Linked DNA regions of Mus musculus: all the other regions are linked to region 6. Evidence: chromatin contacts called from public HiChIP or PLAC-seq and promoter capture Hi-C data. All regions are on one chromosome and are shown on one strand. The core of a region is the stretch at or near the end of the contact, and the rest is flanking DNA. Distances in the headings are between cores, read along the strand shown.

Evidence for each region. Promoter capture Hi-C pulls out the DNA fragments that hold promoters and counts their contacts. HiChIP or PLAC-seq counts read pairs in DNA pulled down with a chosen protein or histone mark.
Region 1: a contact with region 6 is called in a promoter capture Hi-C map of embryonic stem cells, with 4 times the contacts expected there. The contact joins the promoter of Slc10a1 here to the promoter of Pcnx in region 6. A contact is called at or near these places in 7 of 39 promoter capture datasets (the 3T3-L1 cell line, HPC-7-derived erythroid cells, embryonic stem cells and 2 more), 1 of 484 Hi-C or Micro-C datasets (Th1 cells), 1 of 115 datasets of contacts at active chromatin or transcription factors (stem cell-derived neural progenitor cells) and 1 of 9 other capture datasets (embryonic stem cells).
Region 2: a contact with region 6 is called in a promoter capture Hi-C map of embryonic stem cells, with 4 times the contacts expected there. The contact joins the promoter of Rgs6 here to the promoter of Pcnx in region 6. A contact is called at or near these places in 5 of 39 promoter capture datasets (the C10 cell line, embryonic stem cells and stem cell-derived epiblast-like cells), 1 of 115 datasets of contacts at active chromatin or transcription factors (embryonic stem cells) and 1 of 9 other capture datasets (embryonic stem cells).
Region 3: a contact with region 6 is called in a promoter capture Hi-C map of embryonic stem cells, with 4 times the contacts expected there. The contact joins the promoter of Smoc1 here to the promoter of Pcnx in region 6. A contact is called at or near these places in 7 of 39 promoter capture datasets (cranial neural crest, embryonic stem cells, frontonasal cranial neural crest and 3 more) and 4 of 115 datasets of contacts at active chromatin or transcription factors (embryonic stem cells, fetal liver and stem cell-derived neural progenitor cells).
Region 4: a contact with region 6 is called in an H3K4me3 HiChIP or PLAC-seq map of embryonic limb bud, with 4 times the contacts expected there. The contact joins the enhancer-like site here to the promoter of Pcnx in region 6. A contact is called at or near these places in 6 of 115 datasets of contacts at active chromatin or transcription factors (embryonic limb bud, embryonic stem cells, pro-B cells and 1 more).
Region 5: a promoter capture Hi-C map of pre-B cells shows a contact between it and region 6, with 4 times the contacts expected there. The contact joins the enhancer-like site here to the promoter of Pcnx in region 6. A contact is called at or near these places in 7 of 39 promoter capture datasets (the 3T3-L1 cell line, the C10 cell line, cranial neural crest and 3 more), 2 of 15 datasets of contacts at CTCF or cohesin (large pre-B cells and pro-B cells), 6 of 484 Hi-C or Micro-C datasets (CD4 T cells, the F1.1 cell line, natural killer cells and 1 more), 15 of 115 datasets of contacts at active chromatin or transcription factors (T-cell acute lymphoblastic leukemia, cardiomyocytes, double positive thymocytes and 8 more) and 1 of 9 other capture datasets (embryonic stem cells).

What each region holds. Positions count from the first base shown.
Region 1 is chr12:80,965,793-80,970,748 of GRCm38.p6, forward strand. Slc10a1 (solute carrier family 10 (sodium/bile acid cotransporter family), member 1) reads right to left here and starts at 2,287. Exons shown (of 4, transcript NM_011387.2): 1 at 1,797-2,287. The coding sequence starts at 2,152.
Region 2 is chr12:82,615,661-82,620,418 of GRCm38.p6, forward strand. Rgs6 (regulator of G-protein signaling 6) reads left to right here and starts at 1,265. Exons shown (of 17, transcript NM_015812.4): 1 at 1,265-1,723.
Region 3 is chr12:81,023,710-81,028,455 of GRCm38.p6, forward strand. It overlaps Smoc1 (SPARC related modular calcium binding 1), which reads left to right and starts at 3,099. Exons shown (of 13, transcript NM_022316.2): 1 at 3,099-3,449. The coding sequence starts at 3,354.
Region 4 is chr12:81,008,620-81,013,357 of GRCm38.p6, forward strand. No RefSeq gene overlaps it. Among named protein-coding and RNA genes, the nearest start is that of Smoc1, 16 kb to the right of the region's middle. Within about 2 kb of position 1,407, at least 22 of the 459 cell types and tissues checked have an H3K27ac peak or open chromatin away from gene starts, as enhancers often do. A contact at or near this core is called in embryonic limb bud, where this site is marked.
Region 5 is chr12:82,468,623-82,473,078 of GRCm38.p6, forward strand. No RefSeq gene overlaps it. Among named protein-coding and RNA genes, the nearest start is that of Gm30966, 5.9 kb to the right of the region's middle. Within about 2 kb of position 2,184, at least 295 of the 459 cell types and tissues checked have an H3K27ac peak or open chromatin away from gene starts, as enhancers often do. A contact at or near this core is called in T-cell acute lymphoblastic leukemia, double positive thymocytes, embryonic basal ganglia and 7 more, where this site is marked.
Region 6 is chr12:81,856,379-81,861,587 of GRCm38.p6, forward strand. It overlaps Pcnx (pecanex homolog), which reads left to right and starts at 3,652. Exons shown (of 36, transcript NM_018814.3): 1 at 3,652-4,146. The coding sequence starts at 3,994.

The DNA.
Region 1 (4,956 bases), core at 1,037-3,536, 890 kb before region 6:
AAAAACCAAAGAGAGAGAGAGAGAGAGAGAGAGAGAGAGAGAGAGAGAGAGAGAGAGAGAGAGAGAGAGAGAGAAAGAGAGAGAGAGAAGAATACTAGCTGCTCTGACAGATGGGTTTGATTCCTAGCACCCACATAGCTGCTTACAGAACTTACTAGAACTGTAACTCTAGTTCTAGGGGGATCCAGTGCCCTCTTCTGTCTCCCTTGGGCACTAGGCACACACGTCGTACACAGAGACATACATGCATACAAAATACCCGTACACATTTAAAAAAAAATGTAAGTTTAAAGATTGACTTTGTTGAAAAGAATGTTTGTTTAGTGAAGGTCCTTAGCTTTGCTGTCATTGCTGTAATAATGCATGTAGTCACTTTTCAGGACAACAGGGATTCAAAGTCTGTCTGGACATGATAATTATTCCCGCTCAGCCAGGTGGATCGGGGCATGGTTAATGTGTATGAGAACGATAAGTTTGCTTAGGAGGAAGAGACTGGGTCACACAGTTCCATCGGCTGCTTCCACAGATCCCCAGATTCCCCACCGTGCCCCCTTTCTGACTAATGTGACTACATAGTCCTGCACCAGAGCTGAGGTTTAACATCTTGGGACGTATAAGGTGCGACCAACCTTGCTTACAGGACAGCATGACTAATGCCTTGCCCCTCCTTCCAGTTGCCCTCCTGCTGTTTTGCCTCACCAGGAGAGGCTTCTAGGTAAGTTTTCTTTGTAAAGTTTAGGCACAGGCAAGGTATGCTCCCTTTGCGGTCCCTTCTCTACTTGACACTGAACAACTCCACTGAGAATCAGGCCTAGAGGAGACTGGCTTTGTGTCTGGAGTGAGTTCACCCATGCTGTGCACTGCCCGAGCAGGCTGAGAGGGGCCCCTCTCCTTGACATTCACTGCCACAGTCACAGCTGTGTGAAGGACAGATATTCCACCAAGCCCAAGGAGTCTGGCGCTTCACGAGTGCTACCTGATCAGGATGCTCTAGGCTCAGGCTGGTCTTTTTTTTTTTTTTTTTTGGTTTTTTGAGACAGGGTTTTACTGTATAGTCCTGACTGTCCTGGAACTCACTTTGTAGACCAGGCTGGCCTCAACTCAGAAATCCACCTGCCTCTGCCTCCCAAGTGCTGGGATTAAAGGCATGCACCACCACCACCTGGCTGCTCAGGCTGGTCTTAGCCTTCTCCCTTCTTGTTAGACTGAGTGGAGCCCAGCCTAACCTGGGCAATCGCTGGGGCCTCAATTCTACATAAAGTTTCTTTGGTTGGCAATCTCACCACATCTGACAACTCGGTAAAGGGTCTTAGCAGATACCTTGGATGCCCAGATACTGGAGAAGAGCCTTTGGAGTCTCTTCTCTGCAGGAAATTTAAGATGCTCGTTTGGTTCCAAGTCACCTTGGCCTTCCTGGAATGTTCTGGACCCATTATACCCTTGCTAGATTTTCAGCCTCAGAGCTGACACCCTGCCAGTCAGATGACTGTGGTTCTGAGGAACTCTTTCATCGAAATCTATTCTCCTTTACAGTGATCCTGTAGAGACTTCTGGGAGTTCAGGGGTGTCTAACATACCTCTGGACCAGCTTAATGTTTTTTTTTTCCCCCTGGGATTTAAACCAAAGAGATTCCAGAGGCTGCCCCAATTTAGCATAAACCTTTGACAATCAATGCCAAACTTAATCCAGCTCCTACGTCCCTCCCCGCTCCTGGCTCCAGCCTAGATCTTCTCTAGATCATGACATCTCGGCAGCACCCCATCCCACACCCTTTCCTCTTAACCCTCGGTCCTACCTGAGGTTCATGTCCCCCTTCATGGCCAGGGTGAAGAGGTTAGACAGGTTCCCCCCAGGAGAGCAGCCGCAGATGAGGATGGCCAGAGCCTCAATGCTGGTCAGATGAAAGACCTTGCCCAGAAGGAAAGCACTGAGGGGCATGATACCGTACTGGGCCACTATGGCGATGATCACCCCTTTGGGCTTCCAGAAGTGAGCCTTGATCTTGCTGAACTCCATGGTGCAGCCAAGCGAGAGCATGATGAGCAGCAACATAACTACCAGAATGACGCTGAGCGCAGTGTCTGTGGCCCGGTGGCCAAAGCCAGGCGGCAGGGAGAAATTGAAGGGGGCTGATACGTTGTGCGCCTCCATCCTCCGACCCAGTGAACACCACCTCACTCTCTGCTCCTGCCCTTCCTTGCCCAGTGCTGGCTGGATGTTTTCTTCAGTCCTCTTTCAGGACAGAGTTTCTGGACAAAATGTAGCTGTGGGCAAATAAAAGATTATGCAACCTGCAGAACCACGGTTGTGGTTATAAGACAGCCCATAACCTCATCTCCCCGGATCCCCTACTTTGCTTAAGTTTTCTGACCTCTGTGCCTGCCGAGTGGAGCTCGTACCCAGCACAGGGTTCATTCTTTACCCTGCTGAGCATGCTTCACTATAGCGTCTCTGAGACCCATCCAGGACCTGCAACAAAACATGTCCACCTTTCCCTTTAGTTCCTGCTTCTAGCTCAGTCTCGGAGACCTCAGGTTGTTTCCTGGGAAAAGGTGCCTTCCCTATCCTCAGTGAGTCACCATTTGTTCCCGAGAGAAAGAGACTGTTTCTGCCTTTGCCTTCCTCATCTAAGTGGCAAAGGCCAGAGGGCCATGGGACAGGATGGGGGGGCGATGTGGTGTTGCTGTCTTCAGGAGAGGCTGTGTCCATGACTGTCCTCCTCTGAGACCTTGCTTTGTGCCCATATCTAGACCATACGTGTCCTGTGGGGGTTGGGGTTGGTTGGGGGGTGGCACCATGAATCCCTGAAAGACTTACTTATCTCCAGAGGGGAAAAAACTTTCTGGGGTACGTTGGGCTCTTGGAAGCCTGGAGATTATCCAAAGCCCAGCTCACGAGAAACTCCAGCTGTGGAGAGTAACTAGCTGGTGCCTGAGGTATCCATAACTTGAGAGACTTCAGAGAAGGAAGTGAGGTTGTAGCAAGCTTGAGATGCACCAGGTAAAAAAAATAATTCCACTATTTTTTGGCCATATATAAAGCAAGCTCTATTAAATATTAAATACCAGCCAAGGGGTAGACTTTGGTCAGAACCAGTTCCTGAAATGTTTCAGCTAAGTGCCCTGAGACAGACATGTAGCGGGGGTTTCTAAAGACTAATCTATGCCAGGCGGTGGTGCCACACGCCTTTAATCCTAGCACTTGGGAGGAAGAGGCAGGCAGATTTCTGAGTTCGAGGCCAGCCTGGTCTACAGAGTGAGTTCCAGGATAGCCAGGGCTATACAGAGAAACCCTGTCTCGAAAAAAACAAAACAAAAAACCAAAAACAAACAAACAAACAAACAAACAAAGACTAATCTATAAACCACTTTCCCAAGAGGCATTGTTATTTTTCAAGAATGACAGCTTATAGCATTCTAGGAAGTTACCAGGTTTGTGGGCAGGTGGGGTGTGCAGGTTAATTTTAGGCATTGCAGATGAGTGGCCTTTTCTTACTGCACTCCCAATGGCTCTATTTTGCATGTTGGGCCTGTGGGTCTCATGATGGAAACCAGGTGGGAGGCATGCAACATCAGCAGCATTAGAGAGGCAGGTATGGCCATCCTGAGCTGAACTCCCCCGACTCACCTCAACTATGAGACTGAGCGGGTCTGTTAGGTGTAGTTTCCCCACCATGACCAAGGCAAAGAACACTTTTTTTAAAAAAAGATTTTCTTATTTATTTTATGTATATGAGTACACTATAGCTGTCTGCAGACACACCAGAAGAGGGCATCGGAACCCATTATAGATGGTTGTGAGCCACCGTGTGGTTGCTGGGAATTGACCTCCTCTGGAAGCGCAGTCAGTATGCTTAACCACTGAGCCATCTCTCCAGCCAGACTGAGGCAAATCTTTTTTTTAAAAAAAACGTTTATTTATTTATTTATTAATTTATTATAAATACACTGTAGCTGTCTTCAGACACTCTAGAAGAGGGAGCCAGATCTCATTATGGATGGTTGTGAGCCACCATGTCATTGCTGGGATTTGAACTCAGGACCTTCAGAAGAGCAGTCAGTGCTCTTAACCGCTGAGCCATCTCTCCAGCCCCCGAGGCAACTCTTATAAGGACAGTATTTAATTGGGGCTGGCTTACAGGTTCAGAGGGTCAGTCCATTATGGCAGCATCTAGGCAGGCATGGTGCAGAAGGAGCTGAGAGGTCTGTCTATCTCTTCATCTGAAGGCCACTAGGAGAAGACTGGCTTCCAGGCAGCTAGGATGAGGGTCTTAAAGCCCATGCCCACAATGACACACTTCCTCCAACAAGGCCACACCTCCTAATAGCACCTCTCCCTGGGCCAAGCATGTTCAAACCACCACAAACTGTCTCACTGAAGCTGACTCCTAGAAGTGTTTCCATCATTCTCTCGGCTGTACAAACCCTGCTCCCTGCTGCTTCTGCTCCCTCTGCCCTCATGGGCCTGTGTCCAATGGCCCCTGAGGAGAGGGAGGCCCACAGCTAGCCATTCTGAGCATTGGGGTGGTATCCTGAAGGAGGTTGCTTCCTCTCTTTGGAGAAAGCCAACTCATGCAGACATTCTCTCTGTTTTCTGGCCACCATGATTTGAGTGGTTGCCGAGGGCCATGCAGGAAGAATGACAAATGGCTTTAGAACACATGGACCGTGGCCCACTGGTTTGTGTGAACTCAGCCACGATGGGCGCTCCTTTGTTGAGGCACCACCTTGAGGACCACGTGTCCTGAGGACTTCTGCTCTGCTTGCTGCCCTCCCTTCACTCTTAATCTAAGAACTGTGTGAAGACTCTAAGGGCAACTCTACCCCTCGCTGGGCAGTATCTCTGGCCCTCACAATATTAGTGCTTAATCTCGTTTATGCATTGCTGCTGGAGGAGATTAGTGATTCAGTCACCATCCTTCAGAAGAATTTAGAGATGCAGATTGTCAGCAATGA
Region 2 (4,758 bases), core at 15-2,514, 760 kb after region 6:
TACCCAAGGCCACCTTCTGAGTTAGCAGCCTTGTCCTCGGGCCTCGCTCAATCAGAAGCCATCTTTAACAATCTGCCATTTTAGAAGAATGGATTTACATTCAGAAGAATCTATTTACCTTTAACTGATGTTCTTTGTTATTTGCATATTTATGCACAGCAGTGTTGACAAACATGCATATTGCCAAGGAAACTTTAAATTTTCACCCCCAGAGCCATAAAGATGAAGAGTCCAGATCATTCATCCCCAATGACTTGGAGTAATTTATTTATTTTTTTCTGTGATTAATACACTAAAGTATAAATTACTGATTTATTATTGGTGTTGGTAACATTGACATACATACACATCTACTGGTAACTATTTAGTACCAACCACCTTGTCCTACCTCCAACTACAGTTCCCTAAAATAATTTGAGACAGGCCTTCATGTAGTCCAGTGTGACTCACGGACTCCCTAAGTAGCCAAAGCTGGCCTCGAACTTCTGTTCTTTCTGCTTCCAGCCCCTGAGTATTACAGGTGGATACCATCTCTGTCGGGGTTTACTCAGTGCTGGGGAAAGCACTATATTAGGTGAGCTACATCTGCAACCCAGTCATAAGTCATCAAAAATCACGTTTCAGGACTCTCAGGTTAAAATGTCCATTCAAGTTACCCTTGTTCATTTGAATGTCAAAGCTTCTCTTCTTGCCCAAGGATATTGTGCATAGTTTCCCCCTTAGATTCCCTTTTGTATTGTTTCAAGATAGTATCAACCACAAAGCGCTCCCAACGCTGTGTGGTGTAAACGTTGAATAAATAAAACCACGAGATTAGCAACAATATCTCTGACGAACGCACTGGCTCATTTTAATTTAGAGGGCGCCAGCCCCACGTCAGTGAGGGATTCAAAAGCTACCGGGACAGCACCTCAGGCCAGAATCGTGAGCACCTTGGCGCCACTAAAGTTTCAGTACACGGTCATCCTGGCAGCAAGGAGAGGAGCCTTGGCTTGTTTAACACAGTCCCTCAGTTTTCTAGGTAGCTGCTCGGTTGCCTGGAATCTGCAGATTATTTTTTTCCTCGCTTGCTGCACAGGGCCTGATCCGTACCCCGGGCGGCGCCGGGACAGGTGAGCCTGGCGGCGGCGACCTAAGAACGTGCTCAGGTGTCAGGGTCCCGCTCATAGCGCGTGGCTCAGGCCAGGTGCGGGCGCCCAGGTGCGCGGCGCGAGGCTGCAGCTGCTCTGGGTCCCCGACAGCGGGCGCCGCTGCGGCAGCGGCCGAGCCGAGCGCCTGGGCTGCGCGACTCCGGGCAGCTCCTTGGCGATCGGCCCCCACCGGGTGGCCAAGAACTCCGCCCGGGGGCGCCCCGGGGTCCCTGTTGCTGCGGGCGCCGAGGGGGCGGTTCCGGTCCGGACCAGCGAGGGGCGAGGGAAACACCCCGGGAGCCCCGCGCCCTGGCACCATGAGACCCGCCGCGCCTCCTCCCGGGTCCGGAGCTGTACAGTGTGCTCGCTGAGCCCCCTGCGGTCGCCGCCTCGTAGAGTGGCACCAAGAAGGTGGAAGAGGAGGAGAAGGCGACACTCGGGAGAGCAGTGCCCGGACAGATTTGGCCGCTCCTCCACCCCCCGAGAGCTGGCGACTCCCGGGTTCCCCAGCCTTATCATGAGCCGGGCGCCAGCCGGGCTTTAGGAGAAACTGAGACGCCGGAGCGAGTCGAGACAATTCTTTGGTTGCTAAGGTAATTGTAGTTGGACAAAAAAGGGACAAGAAAAGAACCCGGAGGAAAAGGAATGGAAGCCGCACCCGCGCCCCGATCTGTGTGGCTTGCATTCCTCGGGGGTGGGCGCTTGTCCATTTCGGATGCGTGACAGGTGCGGGTGTGTGTCTGCAGTTTGGGACTGTGCAGGGCGAGCTTACGTAAGTGACTCGGCGAGCTGGCATGCGGACTTGTGTGGGATGGGTGCAGGTCTGCGTGGAAATCGCCTTCCCGGCTTTGGGGTGGGACGCGCTCCGAGCCTGGGCCTGGAGGGCGTGCGGGGCCCCGAAGGCTTTCTCTTCTTCCCAGCCATCCGCTCGGAGAGCGCAGGTGGGGGAATCTACCTCCAGCAACTTTTCCTGAGAATAAGCTCCCGATTTGTGGGTTGAAAGGGCGAGGCTCCGTGGTGAGGTGAGGACCGCAGGGGCGGGTGGTGAGGTCTGAGGCTTGGGAGTTGCTTTCACAGACGGTAGGTATAGGCTTTTCTGAGCAGGTCAGGCTGCTTAAAAAGTGTGATGAGGGAAGTGACCCAGAAAATTTAAATTTGTTCAGAGGAAAAGCTGCGGGTTTTCATTCTTTTTTAATTTGACAAAGTGGGTGCGTTTTCTCTCTCACGGAGACAGTGGCATTTCTAAGTCTGCAAATAAATTGAACATGTTTTGAATCTCGTTGGTTTGGAATTATTCTCGCAGCATCAGTGCCTGCTTAGAAACTGGACCTGTAGGTAAGTTCTGATAAAAGCCCTTTAGCAGCCCTAAAGGAAAACTTGAAAGGCAACCAGGAGGAGGTTAAAGCCCACCATTTCATCTTTTTCTCTCCAGGGAGAATGGGAGAGTAAGACCTGGGTTGGTGTTTATCAGGCTGTTAGAGGATGGGTTGCCAGTATGTGCGCGATGCGTCGAAGCCCTTTGCTGTCCGAGGATAGTACACTATAAACAAGGCTCCCACAAGTCAGTTTCACAACTAGGTAGATGGGCAATTGTGTGGAGTTGGATCTGGGCTGCCTGAAAGTTTCTGTGACTTCTATATTTATTCTTGCTCTGAACTTACTTTGCATTAGAAGGGACGTATCCCTTCAAAGTGGAGAACAGAGGGAAACAGGACAGTTCCCACAGACACACCTTTGTAAGCCAAAGCCTTTATGCACGGGTACTGCAGAGATGATAAATTGTTTGAGTTCTTTCGCTGCTAGGGCTGTTAATCTAAATCGTGTAGCTACCGAGGTGATCTTGGGCACTGTAAGCTCCAGTGTGGGGAAAGCTTCCTTCCACTAACTCCTTCCTTCCCTAAAGCAGCTGTAGAGTTTAGAAATGTCAGCTGTCGGGAGGTATTCCGGTGAAGGTGTTTTTCTTTCCATAGTCTTAACTTTGCTCTTCATTCACCTTCTGAAATTTCAGTTAACATTCACTGAGCTTATTCTGCTGAGAGACTTTCAGTAAAACGTTTTTCTTTGAAGCTATCAATTCGTCACATCAAATCTGACAGGAAAAGGATGCCTGTGTGGCTTCGAGGTCTCTTTAAATGAGACTTATTTGTTTATTTATGATTTATGAAATCAGATAACCAACATAATTTTTTTTTCTAAATCAGCAAACACTTATGGGGAAAAAGACTCATTGGGCAATGGAATTTGCCAGTAAATTTCAAGATCTTACTGTCCCACATGAATGGACGTGTGTGTGTGTGTGTGTGTGTGTGTGTGTGTGTGTGTGTGTGTGTGAAGGCAAGATCATTCTGATCCCTTTGTTTCTGGTTTTCTCTCATATGTTTTTATTCTCTGAGGTCCTGCACATTCCAGGGGTTAAACATGGAGATAAAAGAGAGAAGCTGTCTACCACATTTTTTTTTCTTTTTCTTTTCAAAAGGGATGCTCTCAGAGGGCTCAATACTGGGATTAATTTTTTTCCTTTAGCTCCCCAGCTAGTCTTAATTCTTGGTGCTTTGAACCTCAGTATGCATTTAACCTCCTTGTTTATTTTCAGGGCGTCTGGGAGAATTCATTTAATGAAGTTCATCTTCATTGTAACATATGGTGCCATATAAATAATTACTCTAATACTATCTGTCCTGCCATATAGAAAGGAATAGAAATACAAAATAAACCTTTCCGCAGAATGATATGGGTAGAAAATGGTCAAAAGCAAAAACAAAAAACAAAACAGTTTTACTTTCCCCTCGTGATTAGAGACGTATCATTCACCTATTGGAAACAATTTGGGGAAAAGAAAGACTCTCTGCAATGTCCCACAGACGCTGACACAGCTGTTGCCATACATTCCTCCAGGTGTTAAGCTTGGTAAGTCTTCATGGGGCCCCCCTCTCTTACCTCTGGATTTTCAAATCTCATAAATTGAAGTTCTGTCTTGTCGAATGCTTGGGAAAGAATTGCTAATATCTTAGGTGATTTCAGTAGGATCAGGCTGCAGTGTTCATTTTCGGTCCTTATTTTCAAACATAGTCCTCTATCCTTTGGAAGGCAGAGTTCGAGCTTCCAGCTGAAAGGAACTGGGACTGGGGAGGAGCTGGGATGGGGCGCCCCACCCTTTCCAACGTGGGCCGCTATTCAGGTGGGAGACCTGAGTTGTGGCTGCAGTTTGTCTGTAACTCTTCTGGAAGGGCAGGGACTTTCAGATTTAGCTCAATGAGTTTATGACCTGTGTGTTGCTTTGACTTTCGATGAGAATGGTCTGTTTGAAGAGGTTCTGGCTCACTCCGCCCGGAGTTAGCCTGTGAATTTACACTTTCAACAAATCTCTGACTCCGCTGACTATATGAGACCAATAACCCTTTTGGAGCCAAAGTCTTCCCATTCCTGTAAGCAACCAGGTTCCCCGGTACTTACCTGTCAACAACTTTGTTTCCAGCCAGTTCGTCAGGAAATGCTGGTTCAATCAATATCAGTTTTCTCTATAGGAGGTAAATTTTCCAAACTAGTCAAGATAAAAAAGAGACACCCAGAACTTGGTACTGTGGAGTTTGTAGTAAGAGTAATTATTAGTCATGTAACCCAGTTCTTC
Region 3 (4,746 bases), core at 1,849-4,348, 830 kb before region 6:
ATCAGGCTGCCTGGTAGATGACAATATCACCTTGCTCTTTGAGTTCCCAGACAATGCAAGCTTTGCTTTTAGATATGGTCTCTAAGTACCTATCTGCTCTCTGTCTTAGTTAAATTGTAGGACAATGTGTGTATCCAAAGATCCCCTTTAACAATAAACATTGTGCTTGCTAGAATGTTGCTGTTCTGAATAGGACAAAAGGTCAAGACGTTTCAAACCAGCATGCTCCTCTAGTGCTGTAGAGCTGAGGCCCCCAGACTTTAGTTATAATATAAAATATTATTCTTCTTCCACTGAAATATCCTCTTAAAATGAGAAGTCGCAGAGGCATAGAGTATGACTAAAACTGGACTGACCAGTTGCCAGGCTAGCTAGATTTATTCTGGGGTCATAAACTTGGCCTCCAGGAAAAGACAACTTGTCAATTTTGCCTATTTATTTATTTATTTATTTATTGATTGATTGATTGATTGATTGATTGGATCACAAGACGGAGCCTGGCTGATAGAGAAATGCTATTTAGAACTAGGGGTTCTCTGGGGCTTCTGCGTTTCTCTGGCTTTTGGAGAAGCTGGGAGTGTATCCCAAGAATGGCGACCACAGTGCAGCCCGCCAAGCAGCAGGAAAGAAAATACTCACGGAGCAAAGTAACTGGAAAGCAGTTGCTTGTATTTTAAATTAAGCTACATGCTTGAAGGCCAGCACTATGTCGACTTTTGGACCAGTGACTATTTGGAAATGAGTTTTCTGGCTGGAAAGTATCATTTGGGGGTTGAGGATGGAAATCACTACTGCAATGCTTCCCTCTGGGGGCTTCATACTGCCAGATACCAGGGGCCATCTGAGCATGTCTGCTGACTCCAACAGCTTTCTCAATAATTCCAGCTCCAGAAGGCAGCGGATCGGCTCCACGGCTGCAAGTGGCCAGGTGGCAGTCAGGAGACACCGGGCAGCCTGCTGCGCCCCTTGTTGGCAAACATTGAAGGTGCATGAACACTGCCTAAGCGCCACATGCACACTCAGGGCTGGACAAGTGTCACAAGCCCAGCTTGTTAAATCTCCAGTATTCCTCATCACAAGGGATGTTTCAGGAAGGCCTGACCTTTGCTGCATGATGCTTCGTGAAGACGAGTCTCCAGAGAAATTCCCAGTGACACAGAGGCGGGAGACTCCATGTGACTCCATGGAGATAGAATAGGACTCCAAAAAACCTAGTCTAGAAATTGGCTTGGTCATCTACTAACCAGATGAGGCCATCAGACAAGTCGATCTCATGCATTGCCCTTTGACCTGCTTGCAAAGTAGAAATATTCACTCCATGAGCACAAAGTACTATGAAGTATTGGCTTGTTTTCTTCCTATACCATTTTAAGGGCTATACTCACTTTAATCTCCTTTAGTCTTGGCAATAACATACACATAGACACACATGGCATGGACGCCATTTTTTGCTCCCATTTTACAGAGGGGGAAAACAGAGTGAGTTCAAGGTTTTACCACTAGATGGCAGAACTGGAATTTCACCCCCATGGCAGTGGTGGTGGGTTCTGGCTCTAAAATATGATCAAGCCACTGAGTCCAGGTGGGAGAGACATGACACTTTTTTTTTTTTTAGAAATGTGCTTCATTTTAGTTTGAAGAACCCTTTATTCTTGCCTGGACATTCCCGTCTGAGGCTGATGGGGGAGGTGCAAAGCCCCTTGAACAGAGAGTGGTGCATTCTGGTTTGTTGTTCAGGAAGACTGGCTGGCTGTAGGGTGAAGGCTGTCTGTATGCAGCCAGATGGGGGTTAGGGTTAGCTTGCTCTTATAATCGAGAAGAGAAGCTGGAAGGGAGCAGAGCTAATCTTTGTCAGGACCTCTCAGGGCAGTCAGGGAGCTGTGAAACCTGGGCTTTATTTCAATCTGGTTAGAGAAATGGATCTTTCTTCACGAAGGGACGGGCCTGGACCGGTGGAAATCAAGCACGAAGAGTTGTGTTCCACTTTTGGAGATAATCACGGGTCTCTTGCGGGGAAGGCAGCAGACACTTTGTTGGGTTGAAGTGAGTGTGTGTGATGCGATGTAGCTGTTACCATTTTCAGGGTGGCCTCTTGGACCACTATGGAAAGAGCTCTAGCACCTGATAGGCCTGCTTAGAGCTGACCTATACAATCCAGGCTTGGGCTCCCAGGAAATTGCTCCTTGGAGGTCTCTAGGATATCTGTGCTCACAGAACACTCCTCCATCTCCTCCATTCATAACTTTCCTCCTCCCAATATGGGACCAGGATTCCTGGGACTGCCCTCTCCTCCCCGGCCTCCGCCCCAGCGTTGTTAGGCCACAGAGAAGCTGCTCCTGTGTTCTTTAAGTTCAGACTGATTAGCCAAGATGCCCGGGTTCTGACCGCAGGTCACATGGACCATAGGGCCATAGGGGTAGTTTACTGGACCCTCGGGGGACCCACCTTAGGCTGCTTCGGTTCGCCTCCGTCAGAATTATCTCAGGCAGCCGCTGTGGAACTTGGGTGTCACCCGTAAGGAGATTTTTTTTTTCTTTTTGAAATAAATGAATACCTCTTCCCGTAGGTCGCAGCTCACTCTGTGGGCCGCACCTGGTGGTTCCCCAGGTTGCCCTTGATTTTGCGGCCTCCGGGAAACATTTCTCAAGGACTTTGGGTCATTTGGAGCTATTTTCCCTGCCTGCTTCATGGAGCTGTTGCGACAACTCAAGCCTAAGAACTAACACACGATAAGTGTGTAAGGCTTCTTTACTATCCAGGTGACCATTCAGGAGGGACTGAGGCTGCTGGAGCGCGCGGAGGTTCCCAGCGAGGACTTGCTGAGAAAAAGTTACTCTTTATCCCAGCCTCTGCTGGAGCCCACTGTGGCCGGGAAGCCAGTGTAGCTCCTGGGGGGGTGGGGGGTGGGGGTGGGGGTGGGGGTGGGGGTGGGGGTGGGGTGGGGTACTGACCACGAACCGCCCCTCTCATCTCTCTCCCATTGGCTTCCACCTGCCGGAGGGTCGGCTGCTACAGGCCTCTCGACCCGTCAGTCAGCCTCTCCGGGCCCCGCCCCTCCCCTCCCGGGGTTTATAACGGGAATTCCCATGGCCCGAGCTCCCGCATCCAACCTGCTGTCGCCGCGGCCACGCCGAGCGCAGCAGGCGCCACGCGCAGAGCACACGCTCGCACTCCAGCTCCGGGCCTCCGCCGTTCATGACCGTGACCCCGGGCGCAGGCTCCTCCAGCCCCTGCCGCTGGCTCTTCGGCCACTCCCAGCTGCTGCAAGGGTCCCCACCTCCCCAAGTGCTTTGAAGCTAGCCTGAGCCCCCCTGCCCGCTGCCCGCTCGTGGCTGCCCGGCTCCGCTGGCACCATGCTGCCCGCGCGCGTCCGTCTGCTCACGCCCCACTTGCTGCTCGTGTTGGTGCAGCTGTCCCCGGCCGGCGGCCACCGCACCACCGGCCCCAGGGTAAGTGCGTCTCCCAGCTGCGCGCGCCCACCTGCGCTTGGCCGCTCATCTACAGGAGGGGGAAGGGAGGTGTCAGACCTTGTCCTCGACTTTACCGTCTAGTCCCTTGCAGGCCTCTTGGAGAAGTTGCTGAAATAAAATTTCATTGCCCCCCTCCTTCCCCGCCTTTTCTTGTAGCACTGACTCCCCACGACCTGTCACCGGTGGGTTTTCTTTCTCGAACTTCTCCTGAGGTTTTTCTCCTGGGCCTCCTAGGTCGGTGGGATCTCGGCCTTGGCTGGAGCAGAGTTTCCCTATGTTGTCGCTGCACCAGTCCCTCGAGCTGGCTTTCTTGGCAGGCAGAGGGTGTGTGTGTGTGTGTGTGTGTGTGTGTAGAAGGGGCGGGGGGGGGCACTCTGCCTAGAGAGTTTTAGGTTACCCGCGAGCCACACAAGGACCTTGTGTTGTTGTTGTTTTAAAAAGCAATCGCTGCTCGTAAAACCCACAGCAGATAATTTTAATGCCCCCCTCCTGCTGGCCTGGCCCTGGAGGAGTGGCAGGGGTAGGGAGCCGTGGAGAAGTTCGGAAGAACTTCTCCCCTGGGTTGGATCGGTTGAACCTTGATCTGATTGGAGTTTCTGAACCACACGAAATGTGCCAATTCTGTGCACAGGACGGGTTGTCCAGGGCATTGTAAAAAAAACGGGAACCAGCAGCACCGTGCTCATTTCTGGTCTAGATTATTGTTCTCCCTGCTCCCTCCTAATGGTCTAATAAAGAATTTCACTGCCTTAAAAATGTATTTGTTAAACCACCTAGAGGTTCCTTTGGCAACACGTAAGGGAGGCAGTCTCTGGGCAAGGATCAGGGTCAGTAAGATCAGAAGCCGGACCTCTGGGTAGCAGCTTGCCCGCTCCCATTCTGCGAGAATCTCTCTGGGAAAATAGCAAGGATTTGACTTCTGAGCAAATGAAGTTGGCTTCTCCACCAAATTGTGCTTTCTTCCCTGGATATCCTCTGGCCCCATTTCCTGGATGGCTAGCCCCATTACCACCTGTTCCCATAGCAGCTTCTTTATTCCTGGCCTTTGCTACCCGGGAATCATCTTTATAGCTGCAGTGTATGGAGGAAAAGCTTTGCAAAACCTGACTTAACTTAATGGCTACCCAGATGCTGAGCTGCTCACATCCGAGCCCACCTATCACTGGGAGATCAGATTTGCAGCCACTTAGGAAAGAAAAGTGTTTGTCCCCGTGTCGGGCCGGCCCGTGCTTTTATGGCCCAGATGTGCAACAGCAGCGGCTAAAGGCGGCAGATT
Region 4 (4,738 bases), core at 157-2,656, 850 kb before region 6:
GTTTTGCACAATCAGATCATTCTTCCTTCAACTAAAGGAGAAAGAGAAACTTTCCCTAGAGCCTAGACTATGTCCAGAGCAAGGAAGAGGCTCTGCTAAGCCAGAGCTGGAGGGAAGAAACAGTAGGGAGAAATGGGCAGACAGGGAACAGCAGGGCGGGAGAGAGATCTAGCAAGGGAGCCCAGGGAAGGGAGCAGAGCAGGGAGAGAGGGCAGGAAGAGATAGGGCGGGAGAGGGGCACTGTATGAGGGAGGGCTGTGGGTTCACGCCACTCCCTGCTTCTATTAATACAATTAAAGTGTTGAAAATCAGATCTCATGTGAAGCTTTGAACATGAATTTTTCATTATAGCATTGGGGATGGAGGAGGAGATGGATGGGGTGGAGGGGTGGGGAAAGCAGTGGGGGAGGGTTATAGTGTGTGTGTGTGGGGGGGGCGGGAGTCAGAAATCCTCCCTGCCACATGGTCTGTGTGGTACAGGTCCAGTCCCATTCCGTTCCTCTGGGGTACACCAGAAGCTCCGGCCTCCTTCATGGACCTCTACCTTGGCAAACCCAGTTTTATTCATTCGTGGGACGCTTGGTAGGAAGGTCCCTCGCTGCTGCCTCAGTAAAGCCAGCCCCGCTGTCTGCAGCACGAAGACAGTGGGTTCCAACCCCTATAGGAGAACAGAGACCTCAGTACTGGTACCATGTCTATCATCTATTTGAATAGAAGCTTGAGGTGAAAGAAAGTATCTGGAGAGCTCCGGGCATTCAGGCTGATTCTGGGGGCTGGGGGAAGGTCGCCAGGCAAAGAAAGGTGTGTCACCTCATCTTCAGCCAAACCTGCCCTCCTGTGTGCACCCTTCTCAGTTCAGTAGTTCTGGGAAACTCATGGTGACTTGGCCCAAGCTAGCTATGGGATCTCTGGTGCCCAGTAACATGGCAGTGAGACAGACATAGGACAAACCTGTTCCTTTCCAATAGTGATAAACAAAGCAAAGGCTGTGGCCAGCCACATAACTTATCTGCATTGCTGCCTTGTCTCAGTGCCTCTGGGAAAAAAAAATCAGTCGCCAGCAAGTTAGGCTTGCCCCAGTCTTCTAGTTAGCAGGTGGGCCTGGGGTGAAAACCTAGACTGTACCCCTCCTTTCTGTTTCCCCTCCCTCAGAACTTCCTCCGGGATTAGGTTTGTTGTGTGGTCAATGAATTTGTTTAGATTGAAAAGGGGGAACATTTCATCTCTGGCTGCTGGGGAGGGGCTCTTTCCCATGGGGCTTTGTCTGTAGCCCCTCCCCCAACTGATTGCGGCGATGGACCTGAGAAGCTGAGGGTCAGGGTCCCATGGATGGCTCTCTCCCTTCTGTACAAGCCTTCCCTGGGCAGTCTGTTCCCTGGAAGGGGGCCTCCCCCACCCCCGCCCACTGCCTGGGGTTTAATCTCTGCCAGGCCCTGTGCTCTGGGCTGCTGGTGTGTGGTCCTGTGCTCTGATGTGCCTCAGCAGCTGGAATCAGTGAAAAGGGAAGCAGGGACTCAACCCTGGCACTTCTCAAAACAAAATGAATGACTCCAGTTTCAATCAGTTTATGGCAGACTCTGGAGAATTATATATTTTCTAGTTGGGGGGGGGGGCGGGGCGGGGCGGGGTGGTCTTGCTGTGTAGCTTAGGCCAGGTTGGAACTTACAGTGTGCCTAGCACAGTGCCCGGTTTTGTGTGTGGATAAAGTCATTGTCAAGGATTCTGCATTCAGAAAGATTTGTGCCAGTCCTTTATGAGAGTGGCTGCAGCATTGCAGGGCAAGATGCTGGACCCAGGGCAGGAGACAGACTTAAAGGGCACAGGTGAGATCAGATGGCTATTGGCCAGACTCCTCTGCTGTGGACTCAGGCTCACATACCTCTTCTTTTTCTCCTCCTCCTCTTCTTCCTCCTCTTTCTACTCCTCCTCCTCTTCCTTTTCCTCCTCCTCTTCTTCCTTCTCCTCCTCCTCTTCCTATTTCTCTTCCTCCTCCTCTTACTTCTCCTCCTCTTCCTTTTCCTCCTCCTCTTCTTCCTTCTCCTCCTCCTCTTCCTATTTCTCTTCCTCCTCCTCTTACTTCTCCTCCTCTTCCTTTTCCTCCTCCTCTTCTTCCTTCTCCTCCTCCTCTTCCTATTTCTCCTCCTCCTCTTACTTCTCCTCCTTCTCTTCCTTCTTTTCAGTTTTTGAGACAGGGTTTCTCTGTGTAGCCCCTGGCTGTCCTGGAACTCACTCTGTAGATCAGACTGGCCTCAAACTCACAGAGAACCCCCTCCACTTCTGCCTCCCCCCAAGTGCTGGAATTAAAGGCAGTGCCATCCACTGCCTGACTTAGGTATCACCTCTTCTCTCAGAATCTGGAAAAGTCTCAGCTTTGGGGCCTGTGGCCTATGCTATTCTTTATATTATCATTTCTATGCCAGAACTTAAGTTGCTATTGATAGGCCTCCCACAGCAAAGGAATCAACCTGTGAAGCCGGGCACTCTGTCCTGTCTCTTAGCTCTTCTCTGTCTATATCTTCAGATACCAAGTTATCCTAGAATCCGTGACTGAGCTGCAGATAGCACACAGTACTGAAGGGCGAGCCAGGCCTCTGACCTGGGATGGCCAGATTTAGCAAATAAAAACACAGTTGGTTTAAATTTCAGATAAATAAGGAAATATTTCTAGCCCAAGTATGCCTTGTGCTATCAAAGAGTTTGGTATTTATGACATACTCTGCTGCTAGCTTTTCCATTTAGCTGACATTCAGATGGAATAGAGCAACCTGTGTCTGACCTGGAACTCCTCTCTGGCCTTCTTTCTTGGCCAGTTGTTTTATTGTCACTGTGGCCAAATAACTGAGAGCACCAACCTGAAGAGAGACATGGTCAATGGTTTCAGTCATGAGGTGTGTGTGTGTGTGTGTGTGTGTGTGTGTGTGTGGGTGGGTGGGTGGGGATGTGGCAGAGCAGTCCCATATCATGATGATGGGAGTATGGGGAGTGGGGGTGGTGGTGGAAGGTTGATGGATGGGTGGCTGGGGAGGGAGAAAAGGAAAGAGAGAAAGAGACAGAGACATACAGAGACAGACACACATAGAGACATATGGAGACACAAAGACCACCCCCTCCCCCACATGAGATCTTCACTGTCTCTTTTATTGCTTTGGATTTCATCCTGGCTCTGTTAGCTACTGTTGTGTGCCCATGGCCCATGTTCGAGTGGGTTTGCTGTCATGACTTTCTTCTCTCTGGAGACACCCTCATGACCCAGATTTGGTTTATTAATCTCCCACGGGCTTAACCATCCACTCAAATTGACCTTCATTGCAGTCTTAGGCTGGCCTTTTCCCACACTGTCTCTTTCAGGATCTCTTTTCTTTCTGAAGCACTTTGGGACCATTTTGAGATCCTGTACTCCCTCTACACTTCTGTCTTCTTACCCCCCCCCACATTCTTCCTTTTTTTTTTCTACTTGACTACTTTCTTCTTGTTCATATATTTATAGATCCTGGATGTGTTCAGGTTCAGCCTTCTGAAGACTGAAGGCAACTAAGGAGGTACCCGCTGGAGGCACTGGGGTGCTACCTGCTGGAGGCACTGGGTAGTACCCACTGGATGCACTGGGCTGGTACCAACAATCTGGCCTTCCTCTCCCAGTTGTTCTCTAAGCACCATTATTCACTAATGTCAATAATTTATCCTTTTCAATTGATAATTTTTTATTGTAGGAAAATATGTAACTTCTATTTTACTCCCTTTTCAGGGATGCAGCTACACGGCATAAGGTAAGTTTACACTGTGCAGCCATCACCACCACCCTGAACGTCATCTTCTCAAACTGAAGCTCTGACCAGTGAGCCCACTCCCCTCTGTCTCCAGGCCCTGGCAGTCGCTACTCTGTGGCTTGTGGACTTGGAGACTTATGTATTGTTTTGAGCCACGGCTTACTCACATTGTTGCTTGTGTTGTAACCTCCTTCCCTGTAAGGGCTGGGGCACCTTCATTGCTTGTCTATTCATTCTTCATTGGCTCTTTAAAGGATTTCCACCCTTTGGTTACTGTGAATAAATATTGCTATGCACTGTAAGGTACAGAGAATGATTTGAGCCCCTGCCTTCATTTCTTTTGGGTAGATAGCCAGCAGGGAAATTATTGGGTCATTTGGTAATTCATTTTTCTGAGGTACTTCCACACTATTTTTTTTTTTAGCAATGGTATTATTTTACACGCCACACACCATCAGCAATGCATCAGGGTTCCCCCTTTCTCTACTTCCTTGCCAACATCCTCCCCATACCTTGGCAGGTAGACACAAGGAAGATACTTTTTTTTTTTGTTTTGTTTTGTTTTTGTTTTGTCTTTGTTTTTTTCGAGACAGGGTTTCTCTGTATAGTCCTGGCTGTCCTGGAACTCACTTTGTAGACCAGGCTGGCCTTGAACTCAAAAATCCACCTGCCTCTGCCTCCTAAGTGCTGGGATTAAAGGCGTGTGCCACCACTGTCCGGCAGGAAGATACTTTTAATTCCTGCTTTCATATGTGAAAACTGAGGCTCAGGGAGGTGGAATGACTCCTCCAGCATCAGCCAGCAACTTCCAGAGATGGTATTGGAACCAAGGGCCGCCAAGCTCTTAGATTGGGACTCTTAACTCTTGTGTCCCATTTCCTGCCTGGAATACAATTATCCAAATACAATTTTTTTCCTGTCTTTGGACAGATGTCTAATTGTGCAGGACATCTGGTAAAGGCACACGTGTA
Region 5 (4,456 bases), core at 934-3,433, 610 kb after region 6:
TGGCACTCTGCCAAGAACACACCACATCCCTGCTTTCCGGCCAGGGAAGACAGGACCCAGAAACCAAGGAGTCAGCCCCTCACTCTCACAAGTTTGTACTCATTTCAGTTGGATTCTAAATCTCTGCACTCACCAGACCTCTAGCCTTCTGTGCCGGACCTTGTCCCCAGGACCCCGAGGAAAACCCTTCTCTTTCTCTTTAGAGATGGCTTCTTCCTCCTTGATGCTTCCTCCAGCACTAAGCGCGTTCCAGCTTCTCACTGGATGGCACCTGCTTGGCCTCTCGTCTCAGTAGCTTCTCAGTTACAACCTTTACCTGGATTCTGTTCCAAGAGCCGAAATGAACACAATGTTGCTGCTTGGTTATGGGTTTGATAAGATTCTTATCACTTAAGGCTAGAATGTTGTTTTTGATCACCTGACATAGCTCAAGGCTGCGTCGGCCTGAGTTCACAGGCATCCAATACTAGGACATTTTTCTTAGGGTTGGAATGAGACTTGTCATTGTCTCAGGTCAATTTTCATCTTTTCACCGGTTGTTTTCATCTGTTGAAGAGTTTTAATGCCGGGTTAGCCTTCACAATAGCCACTATCCCTCCAGGAGTGTCATATGTCTCAGTGAGGCCCCCATTGTGCTGATAAGCTGCGGACAAGACCTGTGGCCACCCAATAGACTATCCCCGTTGTTTTCAAATTGGATGCCGCAGCTCTGGGAGTGTCAGCTGGTTCTGAGGCTTTAGTCCAGACTATACATTTCTTCAAGGTTGTGCCTGCCCCCTCACACCATTTATTTTCCCCATTCCTTTAGTCCAGGCTTTGTTGGGAGGGACAAGGCAGAGACAGACCTGGAATCCCTTGATGAACATTATCCAGGGTGGGTCTCTCCACCTCAGCAAGCTGCTGAGATCTCTAGCATCCCGTTAAACCTGGGGCAGAGACTCTGTGATGCTCTGAGAGTGAATGTGCAGTATTCGTGGGACCCATAGCAGTTCCTCTGTGTGGGCTGAACCAGCAAAGGACGGTAACTCACGGGCTTCACTGAGGCATGAGTTGGGGTCACCCTCTTTCCTTTGGTGGGTGGGTGGAGAAGAAAGAGTCAATTAGATTTACTTAAATGACTCCCCTCTACACCAGCCAAAACCAAAATCAAGGTCTCTTTAGATAGCTCACTAAAGAGGTGAGTAGCCTCATTACCAAAACCTGCTGCTCAGAGACTTCCGCTCCCAGCGGAATTCCCCCCCCCCCACCCCATGCTCTTCTGACAGTTTTACAGTTCAAAGTTCAGAAGGAGGAGGGAGAGAAGTTTCATAGGAGGAAAGATCTCTACAAAATTAGAAACGAAGTTCATGTCCCCAGCTTCCAGGCTGCTTGTCAGGAACACAAAAGGTGGCATGTGATAGCGATGTAGGTTGTGAGTTTAGGAGAAAATCACAGAGGGGCCAAGGAGAGAAGATGCCATGGGTATGTGTGTAGCCATTCACTTTAGTACTGAACTTTCCGGAGCCAGAACGTCCCCCAGCACCAACTTGCACCCGTGCAGGCTTAACAGCATGCTGTGAGCGTCCTCTGCTGTCTGTGTTTGGGCCGGCATCCAAGCCAGTTGGGCTGTTTCCTTAATGGCTACAAGCAGGCGTCTCTCCCGCTTTCAGTTTCAAGAAGTACCATAGCCCCATCAGAGTCTGCGCTAAGGAGTGGGACTGGCCAAACTGACCCCTTCAGTACTGCATCTTTTTTAAAAAAAAATATTTTTTTTGGTGGTGGAAACTCTAGAGGGCGGAGAAAAAAGAGGTCTTGCTGTGTGAACCGGGGAGGAGGGAAGGGAGTCGTGGCGGGGAGGGAGTGGGGGTGGGGGTGGGGGTGATAGGTTATTTCTGCTCCAGGGCAAGAAGGAAAGAATCTCTGTGGAGATTCCTCCCCCCACCCCCACCCCCCGGAAGGCACTTCCAGCTTTTGTAAACCTCAACATCACTGCGGAGGGAAGCCGTTGGAAAGCTGCCCCTGGGAATTATGGGGCAGGGAAGTCAGAAAGCATAGAGTGATCTTAGATAGACTGCTAGGCTTTGAGGTGCAGAAACACATACTACCCCTTCCTTTAAAGGCGGTCCAGCGGCATCAAACGCTGATGTCGATGAAGCCGCTGATGCGGTTCTCCATGATTGGAGGAAAGCAGGGGTGACGTCAGCGCATGCTTGTAATTCCCGCACTCAGGCTGCAACAGGAGGGATCTGGTTAAGGCTGTGTTCAGCCTGGGCTACAGAGGAGGAGATCTTGTTTAAAACGCAAGACAAATCAAACAAGAAAAACCAACGAGGGGGAGAGAAAAGGGTCAGGCATCAGGATTCATTACATGTATGTAGTAGATCTAAAGTGGAAATTTCTGGTTTCTTTGAAGACTTGGGTTATAATGTTTTGCTGGGACAATCAGGGGAAAGGATGTCTTGCTAAAGCAGACACGTGAGAGAATGTTTTGATGAAGGAGACACAGGTGAGAGGATGTTTTGCTATAGCAAACAGGTGAAAGGATGCCCAATGTTTAGAAAGAATATAAATATGGCCCCACAGAGAGTGGGAGCGCCAGCTGCTTTGCCTCCACTGCCTTGCAAGCCTTCGCTGATGACACGCATAGATTGGTTCACCTTCCATTGCATTGCTGAAGTTCGCTTGTAGTGACCTCATAGAGAGAAACCCACCAAAATAACTTCTTGTGAGAGTCCTGCGACTTCTGGTCACTGGACTTGGCCGATTGGCAAACCTCACCTTATCCCCTGGAGTGAACTGCCTTTGCTGTTCCCGGTGTGTTGCCTGCCAACTGGACTGGACTGCAGTTGCTGATTTATGTTTGGTGTTTGCTAGTTGACAGAAAACAATGAAGATGGGAATCGCCCCCAAAGAACTATTTCTAAAGAGGTCCACTTCACCCCTATCCTAATAACCTTTCTTTTCCACTACCTCTGCTAGAGGGGAAGTCGAACTCTTATTAAAGTAGGTTGTGAAAAATATATGCCTACATAGATCCTTGCTATAATGAATAAAATGGGCATAAGAAATGTCTCGTTGTTTCCCTCCCTTCATGCTCCAGACCCAGCCTAGTGTGGCTAAGCTGAAAGGAGAGTCCAATTTCGGTAGCTACCCAAATGGTCTCCTGCCCTCCTGCTCCGACATAGGAGCTGGGGGGTCTGAAAGGAGATGCCCAGCCTGAAGTCCCCTGCTCACTTATTAGATGTTCAAGGGTCACCTCCCCAGCCCCCCAAGTGCTGTGACCATTGTAGGAACCTGAAAAGGTCTGTCTCCCTTCTGAGCTTGGGCCATTCTCATACCTTCTTATTTCTCCATGCCTGGCCTAGCACAGGCTCATGGAGGCCACTCAGCCTGGGCAGGAGGGACACCACTCTTTACAGCGCCTACCCAAGGATCACCCATGGGCATAAGGTGTGAAAGGAGACACCAGGTGTCTCTGAAACCCAGGGCACATTCCCAGTGTCCACATAGCATCTCTTGTTACTCTGAACTGATAACCTGTCCACTGCCGCCCGCCAGGCTTTGCAGTAATGCTGCTGTTTTCTGTTTTTACAAAGAAAGAGGCCATGACAGTGGCTTCATAGATTAAGAGCTGTGAGCTGCCTACATTGGAGACAGACATCACTAATGTAAGAAGGGTTTGAGTGTTCGGTGTGAGTGCCCATGGCTGAGATGAGACAAATTAACTTATCAAGTACCACTCAGCATCCAAGCACTGGCTCTGTGCAGAATGGAGTTACTTCCCAGTCATGCTAAATGACACTGGCTAGCGTGCTTCCTCCCCAATTCATGGTTCTGATTCTGTGATGTGCACAGCAGTTATAGACAGCAGCTGAGGGACGTTTCTGAAATTCTGAGTAATTCAGATTCTTCTGTGTATATATGTAAAAGTCTAGATCCTCAACCTTCCTAACACCGCACCCCTTTAATACAGCACAGTTCCTCAGGATATGGTGACCCAGATCGTGAAATTACTTTTGTTGCTACTCTATAACTGTAATTTTCCTACGGTTATGAATGGTAATATAAATAGCTGACATGTGGATGGTCTTAGATGGCCCCTCTAAAAGGGTCCTTCGGCTTAGAGGGGTCGCGGCTCACAGGTTAAGAACGACTGCTCTGTAGTGCTTAAAGTGAGACATTGTTTCTTCTGAATGGTAACCATGCAGGCAACGGTAAGTGATTTGATCAATCTTTATACAAATGCAAGGTTGACTCTAGATGTCAGAACTTTCAAGAAAGACATCAGACTCTTAGAAGTGCTTTCGAAGCTATAGTATGTTAGCTAACACAGCTGTGTACACTCACAACAGCTTTGTGTGTGGACACAAGACATTTTAACCACTCACCACCCTCTCTTCCCCATTTATCACCTGCGGGCCCACTTCCTCTTTCCAACTATAGAAGTAGTCTTAACTTACAGCTTGCCATTCAATAT
Region 6 (5,209 bases), core at 2,402-4,901:
CCTGCCAGCTGGGGCACACTGAGGAGCACCCTGCCAGCTGGGGCACACTGAGGAGCACTTTGCCATTGAGCATCAAGGAATGTGGTTCACTTGGAGGCACAGAAAGTAGCAGACAATTAAGTGCTAAGTGAGTGGGGAGGGGGGAGGAAGGAGGGGGGTAAAGAGAGGGAGGGGGCAGTCTTTATGGATTTTAGAGGGCTGATAGCTCTAGTGTACATAAGAGCACATAAACAGATTGATAACTGGGTGGGCTGATAAACATACACCTTTATATGCTGATATCTACCAATAAAAAGGGTTTCCTGCTAGGAGCAGGGGCAGGTAAATGAAAGGGACTATTCAGGTTAATAGGGAGCCTTGAAGACTTGGCTAAGGTAGGTTATTGGAGGGAATTAAAAGCTTTTAAGAAGAGTAGATTAGGGAAATTAATTTGCTGGTAGAAGGTACAAAGGTTTTGAAGGGGGAGGGACTGGCGGCAACAGGCTGTTAGGTAAGAGCTGCTGACAGCATCCACCAGCAGGCTTGATTTGGCAACACAATGGGCGTGGACAGGAGAAGGAGCAGGCGTTTAGACCTTAGGAGAGGGTCCAAGTCTGAGCAAGTAAGTAAATGCTCTTTTCATTAAGAGAGAGAAGAGGATCTGGTCTCAGAAGAGACATGGATGTTTTGTTTTTTTGTTTTTTGTTTTTGGCTTTGGGTAGTTGGCACAACACGTGAGCCTTAAAGGGATTGACACCTAATAGACAGGGCTGTATCATGGATGCCTCTGTCACAGGTGGGCTTGGGTAGAGTCATTAGATGGTTTCCACTGCTCAGTTTTTCCCTTTTCAGGAAGGAGAAAGCATCTGCCGTGGGTGCTCCCAGTCCTCAAGGGGTCTGTGAGCCAGTCAGGAAACATCATTTTAATGGGATTAGCTGAAAGATGAGCCCATGTCAGGTGGTGGTTTGGCAGCGTGTCACGGCTGCTAACTCTGACATGTTAAGTATAACATTATTGATGACTTTTGGGCCTGGCTGGGAGTGTTAACATTTAGCAAATTAGATGTCTTCATTTTTTTTGTCTGGCACTCACGTTTTATGAGTATGACACAGGGTGTGACCTGGGCAAACCATTTAACCTCTCTGTGCCCCTGTGGACAGCACAGGAAGCATGTGGGAGCACCTGCAAACATTTTGAAAGCTGCGAGATGAAAAGCCTGTAAGATCTGCCCCTTCCTCCAGGGACTGAGTCAGTCATCTGGGAAGGTCAGTCTTTTCTAGGCCTTCTTTCAACTGCCAGTTAATCTGCATTCTTCTAAAAAGCTTCTACCAGTTCAGGGTGAAAGAGGCAGTTTCTATCTGCCCTCTTTTAACTTTCTGGCCCTGCTGTCCGGCTGCCCCTTTTCACGTAGAGACTATTGCTGTATAGCTCCCTTCTTTAGGTTCTGGGATTAAGCCCAGGAATGTTGGAAGGGAATTAGGGTTTTACATTAACACCCAGGGGCCTCAACATACTGTATCCACACAGTGTGAGAATTTGTCCCAGTTCTAGGCAGTAAGCTACTTTCCCTGTTAAAGTAGCCATCAAATCTGGCCTTGTTCTCTTGGGTCACCAGAATTTGCCCAGCACCTAAACTTAAGGCCATGAATTTAGACCTGGAAAACCTTAGCAGCAAGGTTGGGGCCTTGCAATAAGCAACATATTTTTCTCATTCTTGCCATAACATTTCCTTGAGCTTCCAGGCTGCCTTGCAGCTGTGTCGGCTCCTCACATGTTGGAGATCCCTGCTGCCGGCTGCCTTCCTGGCTTGCTGCGGGTTTGGTTCTATATCCACTACGTACTCTTTTCTGGTCCAGCTGGGTCTGCCTCCCACCCCACGGATGAGTCCAGTGCTAGACCCCATTTCTCCCAGTCGGCCTCGCTGTGACAGTCCATCCTTTCATATTAAACCACAGTGGATATTTGTTGGCATGGAAACTAATGTGCTATTGGAATTTTATCCTGGTTTACATCTTCCTTTGTTTTGGAAAGCTTGGGATCGCTTCCAGTTTCTCAAGAGAGCTTTCCTGTCTCCTTCAGGAGACACAAAAGAAAACTCAACCATCTTGTGCCTGTGAATCAAGCCATTAGGTCACTATTTTAATTATAATATTGTATTACTTAATCTTGATTTTGTTTTTAGTCATACATTTAAAATATATGTTGATGTGAATTTATTTACACCCTTTAAAGTGCTTTGAACTTAGATCACTTTGTGATTATACAACGGAAAGTGGTGTTCTTCCTACCTGAAAGGTTCTTACAATCTCTGGAAGGCTTCTTAAAACTTTTTGGTTTTTCCCTAGTCTCTCACCCAGTTTCCCTAGAGAGATAATGTGAGAATTTCCTTTTCTAAGTCATTCTGAGGTGATGCCCCCATCACCTTTGAGAACAGCTGACTATATCCTTAAGCCTGAAGGTCCTGCCTGAGTTCTAACTCCTACCTGAGTGGATATGAAAGGCTCAGTCCATGCTGCTAGGATGAACGCTGACTTCTGAGCACTCCACAGCTTATTACTTATGAGAACCTGGGCAATCACTCTGAGTGGCAGAGCCCTCACTGGTAAAAATAAGGATAGCCCTGGCTGTGTTAAAGGAGCGTTGTGAAGGTTAAGTGGAGCAGGTGTGAGCATAACCAGCTATACAGTGGCATGATACCCAGAGGCACTGCGATGGGTTTTAACCACTTCTTAAAATGTCACCAACTGCTCTGTCTCACTTGCTTTCCTCATTAATTATAGCAACTTTAATCTGGGAAAACAGAGTACGTTTATTGCTACAATAAACTCAACCTTCAAACCCTTAAAAAAAAAAAGCCATCCAGTGAGATCAGACATACTTCAGAAACATTAGACTGGGCCAAGAATGATTCCCAGTTTTCACAGCTATAAAAAGAGAAGTACAAGACCCCATTCAAAGTTTGGGTGGAGTCAGGAATCTTTCAACTCTGCTGAGATTGGCCCATTGATAAAAATGGTTACTAGTTGCACCACATGAAAAAGAAAAGTTGTGGTGCAAGCATAACTTGGTCATGTCATACTTTTGTATCTCTTGCAGCTTGTATTAATTTACACCTATTTGGAAGCAGTAAAGCTTCTAGTTCTTGACGTCGTCGCCCTTTTTCTCACTCAAGCTGCTTCGGGTCCAAAAAAGGGTAACACAGTTCTTTTCAACTCTGCTTTAATTCTTCCAGTCCTGCAGTGTCAAACTCAGACAGTTTACCCCCAAATGTTTTTTACTTGTTTTGTCTTGGGCAATTGCCACAAACGGCAGCCCCTGCAAGGTCTACGAATTCTGGAAGTCTGGAAGTCCGCTCGACTTTAAAGAGCTTGCAGTGGTCGGTCATGCCCGGTGCAGTGCCATCCGGGTTGCAAACTCGGACCCGACCGGATCCCACCCCACCCCACCCCACCCGACCCCACCCCACCCCACCCGACCCCACCCCCATCCCCACCCCGGCCAGATGCTGCTTCTGCAGGCTTCTCCCAACAGGAGGCGCCCGTGCGACCCAGGCGCTGCGCGTACCCGTGGGGACCGCTCCGCGGGTGGAGGGAGCAGGAGGAGGAGCCGGAGGGGGCGCGGCTTCCTCCGCGTCCTGCCGGGCGCCCGCTCGCCTGCTCCGCCGGGCCGAGGCTGGCGGCCGGCGGGGGTCGCGGCGGCGGAGGCGGCGGCGGCGGCGGCAGCGCTGGCGGACTGGGCTCGGGCTCGGAGCTCGAAGACAAGATGGCGGCGGCGCTCAGGAGCCCGGCCTCCTCCTCCTCCTCGCCGCTCTCCGCCCTGCCGCTCGCCGCCTCCTCCTCCGCCGTCTCCTCCTCCTCCTCCTCGTGCAGCAGCACCAGCGAGCGCCGCGGCGCCGGGCCGCTCTCCCGGAGCTCGGGAGGGGGCTAGACCGGTCCGCGGGCGCGCAGGCGACGAGGCCGAAGCTGGGGCCGGGGCGGGGACGGCGGCGGCGGCGGCGGCGACGCCGGGTGGGGATGGGGTCGCAGACGCTGCAGATCCTCCGGCAGGGGGTGTGGGCCGCGCTCAGCGGCGGCTGGTACTACGACCCGCACCAGGCCACCTTCGTGAACGCGCTCCACCTCTACCTGTGGCTCTTTCTGCTCGGCCTGCCCTTCACGCTTTACATGGTGAGTGGGGGCGGGGACGGGGACCCGCAGCGGACGCTCGGCTGTGATCCTCGGGGGCCCGGGGGTCGCGCCCCTGTCCTCCCCGCGTCCCGCGGTCCCGGCGGCGGGCGGACGCTCCCCTCCCCCGCTGGCTCCGCTCCGGGCCCCGGGTTTCCCGTGTTTTCAGCACCTCCCTTCCCGCCGGTCCCCGGCCGGGTCCCGCTTTCCTAGCGCCTCTCGTGCGGGTCTGCGTAACTGGCGCCCCGAGGCCTTCCATCGGGGGTCCCCGGTCGTTCCCCGGGCCTCGGACTATCTACCTCCCGCTCCCCGGGGGCATCCCCGCCCGCACCTCGGCCCCCGGCTGTGTGCGGAGCCCGGGGGAGGCCGTGCGCGCTCCGGCAGAAACGGAGTCGCAGGGTGTCCCGGCTCGTACTCGCTTCCCGTGCTGGGGGAAACCCCCAGCGGGCTCGCGCCTCCGCAAACCGCTGATCGGTTGAGTGCGGGTTCCATTCGGTTCAGCCCCGCGGCGAGGGACCGCGGTGTTGTCAGGCTAGCGCTGCCGGCAGGGAGCGGGGAGATACGAGAGCCTGGCTGGCGTTTGTTTGCGTTGGTTCAAGGCCTTTGACTGGCTGGGAAAAGGAGAGTGCCGCCGCCTGTTGCTTGGTGCTCTCGGTCCAGTTTCTCTGAAGTGTTTTTGGTGTTCCCAGACGGTTTCCTTCTATAGCCAAGGCTGGCCTGAGAGTCACTGTGCAGTCCAGGCCTCAGGAGTGTTTTTAGAGGATGTTTTCCTGAAAGATGTTTGCACATTTCTTAAAAATAAAAAATAAAATAAAAGCACAATTTTAGGTGGCACATTTGAGAAAACAAAGCTTTCAAATTTTAAAGTGATTGGAAGGAAGGATATTAACTTTTATTTTCAGGGAATTTCTGCTAACTTCATGGTTCTTCAGAGGGCTAGAACAAAGGTGCTGGGTTACTAAGTCCCCGAATGGAGAGTATGAGAAGTACCGCGAGTTAGGGCAGCCTATTTGCCTCTTTTCTCAGTATCACTAAGGCAGGAACATGCCTTGGGGGATGGCGAGTG